2 separate regions of the Sus scrofa genome follow, and region 2 is linked to region 1. Evidence: chromatin contacts called from public Hi-C data. All regions are on one chromosome and are shown on one strand. Each heading gives the region's core, a stretch centred on a gene start, on an enhancer-like site or on the middle of the called end of the contact. The rest is flanking DNA. Distances are from core to core; before and after follow the strand shown. Region 1 overlaps RASGRF2 (ras-specific guanine nucleotide-releasing factor 2). Region 2 overlaps LOC110259415 (a long non-coding RNA gene).

Evidence for each region. Hi-C and Micro-C count contacts between places; a contact is called where the count stands out from the background.
Region 2: a contact with region 1 is called in a Hi-C map of skeletal muscle, with 4 times the contacts expected there. The contact joins two enhancer-like sites. A contact is called at or near these places in 2 of 47 Hi-C or Micro-C datasets (both in skeletal muscle) and 1 of 2 datasets of contacts at active chromatin or transcription factors (skeletal muscle).

Annotation. Positions count from the first base shown.
Region 1 is chr2:89,789,626-89,793,910 of Sscrofa11.1, reverse strand. It overlaps RASGRF2 (ras-specific guanine nucleotide-releasing factor 2), which reads right to left. Exons shown (of 27, transcript XM_021084499.1): 27 at 1-4,285. Among named protein-coding and RNA genes, the nearest start is that of CKMT2, 22 kb to the left of the region's middle. Within about 2 kb of position 2,355, at least 4 of the 83 cell types and tissues checked have an H3K27ac peak or open chromatin away from gene starts, as enhancers often do. A contact at or near this core is called in skeletal muscle, where this site is marked.
Region 2 is chr2:90,349,714-90,353,998 of Sscrofa11.1, reverse strand. It overlaps LOC110259415 (a long non-coding RNA gene), which reads right to left. Exons shown (of 3, transcript XR_002341792.1): 3 at 2,446-3,053. Among named protein-coding and RNA genes, the nearest start is that of ATG10, 85 kb to the left of the region's middle. Within about 2 kb of position 2,163, at least 71 of the 83 cell types and tissues checked have an H3K27ac peak or open chromatin away from gene starts, as enhancers often do. A contact at or near this core is called in skeletal muscle, where this site is marked.

The DNA.
Region 1 (4,285 bases), core at 1,106-3,605:
ACTTAGATCCTCTGCACAAGAGAGACGAGGATGGTAATCAAGTTACCTCACACGTGGACAGCACTTTACAGTTTTCCTCATGACAGCCCTGTGAGGTAGGCAGCATAGGAATTACCATTAGCCCCATTTCACAGATAAGCAAACTGAGGAGCAGAGAGGTTTCAGCACTGGCCTAAGGTTCCCCAGCTTTAGATACAGACCTGGGCCTAGGACTCAGGGCTAGGATCCCTAGCCCAGCACGCTTTCATAACTGTCTCTCCAGAGAAAAAATAATGATAGTGTAAAAGACAGTGGTTCAACATCATTTAGTAGAACTATTAGTTTTCTTGAGCAAATGAGATCAAGTACAATCAAATCCACCCTAATGTTAACATGATGTGGTGTGGCAGCCAAGATGAATACTTTTCTGAATCATTCATGTGTTTATACCTACAACAAAATGGTTGTTTTCTCCTTTAGCTCTGCCCTGCTTTAATTTTAAACCACTGGCAGACACAGAGAAATGACACTGATTAGGTTTCATTGACTCAAGTCTTATTACCGGGATTCACATAGTGGTGTCTGTAATCAAGTCATTATTTAAACTTACAATCTGTTGTCTTACTGAAATGAAAATGAATCTTTATTTATTCCTTCTGGCTGTGGACATTAGCCTAGCTCTATTCTTTAGCCATAAATAATATGTTATCTTTTATAGCATTTCAATAGCAGTAAAAATAAGAAATTTTACAGGCTGGTTTTAAAAAAATCTTATATTTTGAAGTGAAGGGAAAGGATCACCCCTTCAAGGGGGATTAAAATCAAACTTTGAAGAGCTAAATAGCGAGTTCCCATTGTGGCTTAGCAGGTTACGAACCCGACTACTATCCATGAGGATGTGGGTTCAATCTCTGGCCTCCCTCAGTGGTTTAAGGATCCGGCATTGCTGTGAGCTATGGTGTAGGTTGTAGTCGAAGCTCGGATCTGGCATTGCTGTGGCTGTGGCACAGGCAACAGCTCCAATTTGACCCCTAGCCTGGGAACTTCCAGGTGCCCTTAAAAAAAGAGAGAGAGAGAGAGCGAGAGCTAAATAAAATCCTTTCTTGTAAAATAAAAGTTAATATTGGGAAAAATCCCTCTGTTGCATTACTCTTTTTAGTTAAGAATTTACAAATGGCTCAATCATTCTCGACCCAAGGTCTTATCTTGTATAACATCCTGAAAAAAGAAGATGTGTGAGTCCATTATCGCACGCATTCAAGGGGGAACATAACAGATTTTTCTCTTCTAAGTTATTCAGTATCTCCAAGTTTCATTTTTTTTTCTTTATTAAACTTAAGGCTTGGGTACATCAAATAAAATCAATTTCTGGGGGAAATTCTTTTTTTGTCTTTTTGCCATTTTTGGGGCCGCTCCCTCAGCACATAGAGGTTCCCAGGCTAGGAGTCTAATCAGAGCTGTAGCCACTGGCCTACGCCATAGCCACAACAACGCGGGATCTGAGCCGCATCTGTGACCAACACCACAGCTCATGGCAATGCCGGATCCTTAGCCCACTGAGCAAGGGCAGGGATCGAACCCGCAACCCCATGGTTCCTAGTCGGACTCGTTAACCACTGAGCCATGACAGGAACTCCAGAAATTCATTTGTTTTTAAGTAGTACTTTAAGATGCACTGAAATTAACAAACAGAAATAGGGGCTTGGTGTGGGCACCAGTTGAAAATATTGCAACAAGAGTTTAAAATTCCCTCTTTAAACTCAAACACTAAGGAAAAGTGACAACATTTTACTTCATGCCTGAATCTGTCACACAATATATTGACTTAAGTGAGAGATTTGTCCCTGTAGCAAAACTGGATGTCTTAGTTAATAACCAAAGGCATCCCCTAAAATCCCCAAGATAATTTCATTGACAGTACAAAACATGGGTATTCATCTGAAAGCATGAAATTGGATTTTGCTTCTGATTTTCTAGGTTAATTTTGCAATAATACGTGTTCCCTACTTGGCTGTTAGAGGCTGACCTCCCATCTATTCATAGAAATGGGTCTCATATGATGGGATAGAAGCAGACACAGCCAAGAGTGCGTGCTCTGACAATCACTCAAAGCTTACAGGGCAGAAGAGGATGGGTGCTTTAAACAATGGAAAGAAATCACAAATTGCTCTTGGGGATTTTAAATGTCACCAAATTGAGCTTTTTAAAAAACATTTTCCTCTTCCAGCTAACCCAGAAATGGTGCAGGTCAGCAAAAGCAACGCCCTTGGAGGTGGAGTTCTCTCGAGGCACAGCTCCAGCAATGCTTTAGACTCTCAGAAGGAGTGTGTTAGCGTCAATAAAATGCTAAAGGGTCAGCACAGACAACGGACAGTGCCCACAGTTGACCACTGGGGGGCGCGGCCAACATTCTGCAGGAAATAGACTTGCCGGCTTTGTCACTAGCAGAGGGGAAAAAAGGCCTACGCCAAAAAGGGAGAAGCATTTGGAAATCCCTCTAGTTCCTATTTTTCTTTAATAAGAATGGTTGCAGTGCCTTTGGAAAATCTGGGTCAGAGAGTTAAGGGTCCAGACTTCCAGGCACAGTGCCGACAGAACCACACCCTCCCTTCTGGAAGACTTTGGGGGACTCTAAGGGCAGAGTTGGATGCATCAACTTTTCCACCTGTTGTTCAGCCTGAAACTACCGTGTGTGTGGTCCTTTCACTGATTCGTCCTGGTTTTGTTCACCTTCCAAATGATGTTTTTCAGCCAAGAAAGTTAACCTTTACTTTCTTATTCTTCTGCAAGACTTTGAGGTGCTTGGTGCGACTGACATACATTAGTACAAACTCTTCGGTTTCTGAACACTGAGAAATAAATTGTAAGTTATGCATTATTAGGACCCAAACAACCCATGCTTCTTATCATGCATCAGGATGCATCAACCTCTTACTTGAGACTAGAGAGGAAAAAAACAAGCAACTTCTTTAAAAAAAAAAAAAAAAAAGAAAGAAAACATCCATTAAGTCACCCTCTGTGGGTTTAGTGCTACACTGTTGGCTAATATGAGCTATTGAAAATATTTTTGGAGTGGTTCGCAAATAGTATAAATATCTTCTATTACTTCATATCTCACTTTATAGTTATATACAGAGATGGCCCTTACCATGCAGGAAAAATGTACATTCTCCACCTCTATGGGACATTATCAATGCCACTGGGTCTTAGGAGCCAGCAAATTGAATTTATTAGTCAGTTGTTAGCTCTAACAACATAATTAAAGTGCAAAGAAAGATGGAAAACAGCCAAACAGATCAATTTTTTTCACTGTCAGCATCCATACACCTCATGCCTCGTAGGGATAATGCCAGGTGCAATAGGCTCAGGTAATAATAACTGTATTTTTTTTTTCTTTTCCTTCTTTTAAAGCAGAGGTCTCCCTGAGAAGAGAAGAGGGAGGTAAACATGAGAGAGCCCTATTTCTTCAACAACCTACAAACCCTGGGGAAAGCAAGATTACTTTCCCAGCCTAAGGGAGGAGGACCAACCCTTGCATTTGGCTTTCTGATGTAAGAGCTGTTGAGAGGTTGGGCCCATTTCCCATATACTTAGAACATTTTCACTCAGAAATGCCTCAAAATCTAAAAACAAAGATGACTGGGGGAAAACTGTCTTCCAATAGCACACGGAATGGGGGGGCGGTTATAAAAAGGAAGTCTCACTAAACAGCTTCAAAAAAATACATCCAATGTTCATAGTGGGCTTAAAAATGGTTTGGGTAAATCAGAATAGATTCCCACATAAGGGGGGGGGGGCGGAGCACAGCAGGGAGTAGAGATGATACATTTTAAGTACATCTTTTCACTTAGCATTGAAACCCACTCTTCTTCCCTGTAGCACTTGGTGGCCTTCTGTCCTCTTCCACAGTTTTGTCGGTGAGGAGCGTGGGCATATTGTTGCAAAGCATGCACCTGCCTCTCCAAGGGCATTGGCTTCCTGGGCTCCACAGCCTCAGGAAGAAGCCCCTCCCACCGACTCGAAACAGTCCTGGGGGCTCAGCTACTTGATTTTTAATCCTGGAAATCTTACGTACAGACGCACCTGACTTTTAGCGTCTTTCCTGCCCTGTCGCCTAAAGACTGAAAGAGCAGTTTCAGAACATGCCATTCCTCCGATGTGAATATTTATAATGCGCTGAGAACCATGCACATGCTCTAGACTGAAATTGCTTATGCGTCGCCCAAACTGACAGAAGCAGCTTCGGCTCTTCTGGAAGCTTGTAACAAAGGAAATGTAACAGTTAAATCCCAGGAGGAGATTGGGA
Region 2 (4,285 bases), core at 914-3,413, 560 kb before region 1:
CATTATCAGATATTTTGCTTTTAAATAAAAAATAATTCCAAGAACTTCATTATTTAAAAATGTAATTAGCATGAAATTTAAAACCTACATTTTCTCTAGCAGACATTGTTCATTGGAGGGTGTATATTTTTCAGAAGGTCCTGTTTTAATTGAATTCCTGGGGTAAAATTCTAAAAATCATAGTGACTAAAATAACCTAAATGTAACCAAAAGTAAGCTGAAAATACTTTTTTTAAATGTTGGAATTAATTTCCACTTTAAAGAGTACCATAGTTGACCCAATTAGCTCTGCAAACGAATTCTGTTGTTTGACATTCTTTAGCATTTCGCTGTAGACTATTTTCACCCGTCCACTACCTTAGATCCCCAAAGAGTCCAGCACACATTTAGTGATATTTACCTTATGAAGTAACTAAATCCAGATGAGCATAGAGCTCACATCACTGTAAAAAGAAATTGTTTCCTCATGCTTGCCGCTCCCATTCAGGGACTAGAAACTGCAAACTGAAAATTATCCTTGTGCAACTAGGAAATTGTGGACAGAAATGCAAAATAGTTTTATTTGTATATAAGCCCAGCCATAGAAACCATACAAAACCTTGCTCTGCAAAAGTCCACCAGCCTTTGTAAATCAGGCTTTTTACACCATGACAGATTAACAACCAGGGCAAAAAATTCATGCACGTGGAGTTGGAAATGGAATCCTCCACATGTCCTTCTTGATTCATGTCCACACTGAGGTACAATAATGTTGAGTAGTATTTTGTGGGTTATAAGAAAATAAATAAATAAAAATGAAAGTACCACCCAAAGAAAAGAAGTCTGAATAATTCAGGGAGATTTTTGAGGCATGGCCAACAGGAAAATTCACTGTAGAGAATGACTAAACTTTCAGGAAAGCACACTTCTTTGTGTGTTTTTATTTATTTATTTATTTATTTATTTATTTATTTTTAGGACTGCCTGCTCTAAACTATATTTGAATCCGTTTGATTTGCATTTGTCAAAAGTAACTTACAGTGCCAGAGAAACACCTCAGTTACATTTTCTTTAGATTTTATTTTTAGCTTTGTGTTTTATTTTGTGTTTAAGATAGGCTAGCCCCTTGGGACTAGCACAATTTTCCTGTTTATGGTAGTTTGAAAAATAGGAGAAAGTGTCTTGCTTTTTGTTACCAAAGATTCATGACTGTAGTTATAATTTTTCTAAAAACAGTTAATAACAGCCTACCAACAAGAAGAGTAAATCCTGTACCTGGCTCCCTAAAAGGATTAAATCAGCCTCCCCACCATAACATAGTGGGATAATGGGCAATATTCTCTGCAGAGATAGTTATTTACTCTATAACTTATTTTTGAAGAATATAGAAAAAAAATTTGCTGCATCCACAAGTGGATTTCCAGTCCAAGAGAGATTTGGGGCTGCCCATTTTAGGGACACTGAACCCTTTCAGCTGCCCAAATCTGACCAGACATTACACAGGGGATACTTGCAACCCTCTCTCTCTGATCTCCAGGGTCTGAATGCAGTAAGTGGCCTCCCAAACAAGAGAGAAAAGTTAGTATCAGCGTCTGAGTTCCAACTCCTCCACAAAAACCTGTGGCCCTCAAATGCCACCAAATCCTGAATGCCTACGTCACAACTCAGCAAGTCAGGCCTTGTCCTCTCCAGTTTGAGAAGGATTAAAGGTGCCCAGATAAAACTACGGAATGGAAAGGGTTAATCAGAATCCTCCTCTTCCTCCTCCTCCCTCCGCCCTCCTCCCCCGCCCCCCCGCAGAGCCAGAGTATCTCAGCAGGGAAGCGACTGGAAACCACAAACACCCAAGCTGGGTAGCAGCAACTCTGAACCTGCAGACTTGGCTCAGGGAAAGGAGTCGGTTTAGACGAAATGGTTTTATCAAGGTATCTGAACAGACTCATCAGAGACAGAAAAGGTGGTGCGCCCCTGCCCTCATATCGCAGGAATTTCTTTTATGTTGCAGTCGAAGCCTCCAAATACATTTTATGACCCTAATGCCCTTTATTCCGATAGCCCCCGAGAGGTGTTTGTAGAACTGTCCAGCAGGAGTTCACAACGCAGAGGGAGTGTAGACAGCCCCCGCCCCCCTCCCGCCGTTAAGTGCCCAGCCACGGCGTCCAAGTAATCTTTGCTGAGGGGTGGGCCCGCAAAGAAACAACCTTCGCCCCGGTCCGTGCATCCTCCAACCCAGCGGTGGGCAAGAGGCTGCAGGACAAATTCGCTGACCCTGGCCCGGGCTCCCAGCCCCCTTCCCCTAACACCAACATCCCCCACGCCCTCCTCGGTCCCTTCCCCGCTTCCCATCCGGGGGCTGTCCCTTATCTTCCCCAGAAACCTACCGGCGCTCTGAGCGCCCACCAGCAAATTCCTAACAGCCCCAGCCTTCCAGGAAAGCAAAAGCAAAAAAAAAAAAAAAAAAAAAAGACCATGACATCACGGGCAGGTTTATTTGGGTTTGTTTGTTTGCTTGTTGGCTCGATTAAATACTCGTGGAAGGTGAACGTACCCCACACAGGAGAAGTTTGATGTTGACAAACTTCTGGTGGCAGCGAGACTGTGTCAGCACAACTTCCGGGATAATGAGAGCTGCTTTGCAGGGAGCGCGGCAGCGGCGGCGGGAGGCGGCCACAGGACGGAACAGCAAATGCTATTCAGCCCGAGCAGTTTCAAGCCGCCCGAGCTGGGGAATTACTGTAGTCGAGCTACGGCTCTTACCACCGGCGCTGGATCTGGGCGCGCGTTAGGGGGGGAAGCTGCAGGCACAGGGCGCCGAGAGGGGAGCTTTCAAGTTACTTTGCTCCATCTCTGCACCCGGCAGAGGCAGGCAGGCTGCGTGGTAACTGCCAACATCTTGTTCCCAGCTCCTTTGGGCGGTCGCCCTGGAACCAACCAACTTTTCTCTCCCCCAAAACTCCCTCTTTGTTTCAAATAGGACTCTCCAAAATTTATTCTTGGGAAGACTGACAGCCGGGGTCAAGAAACAGCTGTTGAAGTTAATGTTTCTTCCTCCCACTTCGTCTGATGGTTGTGCCCTGCCAAGACAAAGTGAGAGGCACTGCCTAGTGGCTTCTTTAAACAGACAAGCATTTAGCCAAAAAAAAAAAAAAAAGTGGGGGAAAGAGGGGGGGATATTTTCCTGCTTAACATACAATCTGATCAGAAATGCAACAGCATGTGCCTTTCAACTTGTGCTGATTACTCGCTGAAAAGATGCTGCATCTTTTAGTTTTGAACACTTTGAGCATTGGGGGCAGGGATGGCAGGAGAGGTGGTTGACACTTTTCAAATTTTAGTAAAGGGGCAAAAATTTTAAACCTTCCTCTGACCCACCTGTCCCCCTCTAAGAATGGTAGAATGGCCTTGGGGAGTGGGAAAAAAAGAGTTGCATTCCTTTGCAAGGTTTGATTCACATTTCAAATTCCATGTCATTATGCAGAATAAGGGCTTTCCTAGACCTAGGCAAATTGTTTTTATTTGGAGACCTAGGCCAACCGGAACCTTGCTGCCAGCTCCTGGTAGCTCTGGGTGGTTTTCTCCAGATTAAGCCTGTCTCCTCTCCAGTTCCCCAAACCAACTCCTTTGCCCTGAGGGCATACTCAGGGGAAAGCTACCTTGTTTTTTCTGCTTTCTTGGGGTGCAGGTTGGTTTTAGCACAGCCCTTCCTCTGCTGACTGTGCTTTTTAGGGTGCCCTGTTGTCTGCCTGAGTCTCCATCCCCTGACTGAGCCCTCTGCCAGTGGCCAGTCTCTGCAGTGGGAGTGGGCAGTTGGGAACTCTGTTCCTTCCTTCCACATCAGAGAGCTTAAGCACTCTTCCACCTGACCTCTTCTCCTTTGGGAACGCTCTGCTCACTTGGCCTCTTTCAGGCACAGTCATATGAAGACATAAAAGGCCTTCCCACTCCACCACCAGGTTATCCTGTCACCACATCGCAATGCAGTGCCATCACAAAGTGATATTGCATCAGACCCAAGGATATTTTAGGAAGCGCTCAAGCTGGGTCCAACCAACCTTCTGCGCAGGCATCGGGGGCCACACTGCCAAAATGAGGGCTGCAGAGCTGCTGGACAGGTGGCAGTGATGCTCTCTCTATTCTCAGCTCCATTAACCACTTGTTCCCTGACTCCAGCCGCCCCCACCCCACAACTCCGTGGCTTTCCCACCTCTCTCTGCCTAGCTCCCAGTTACCTTTGTTTTCCCTTGTGTCTTTTTGCAGGTGTTCCGGTCCACCTTCTGAGGTATTTCCTGTTTTTTTGCCTATCATG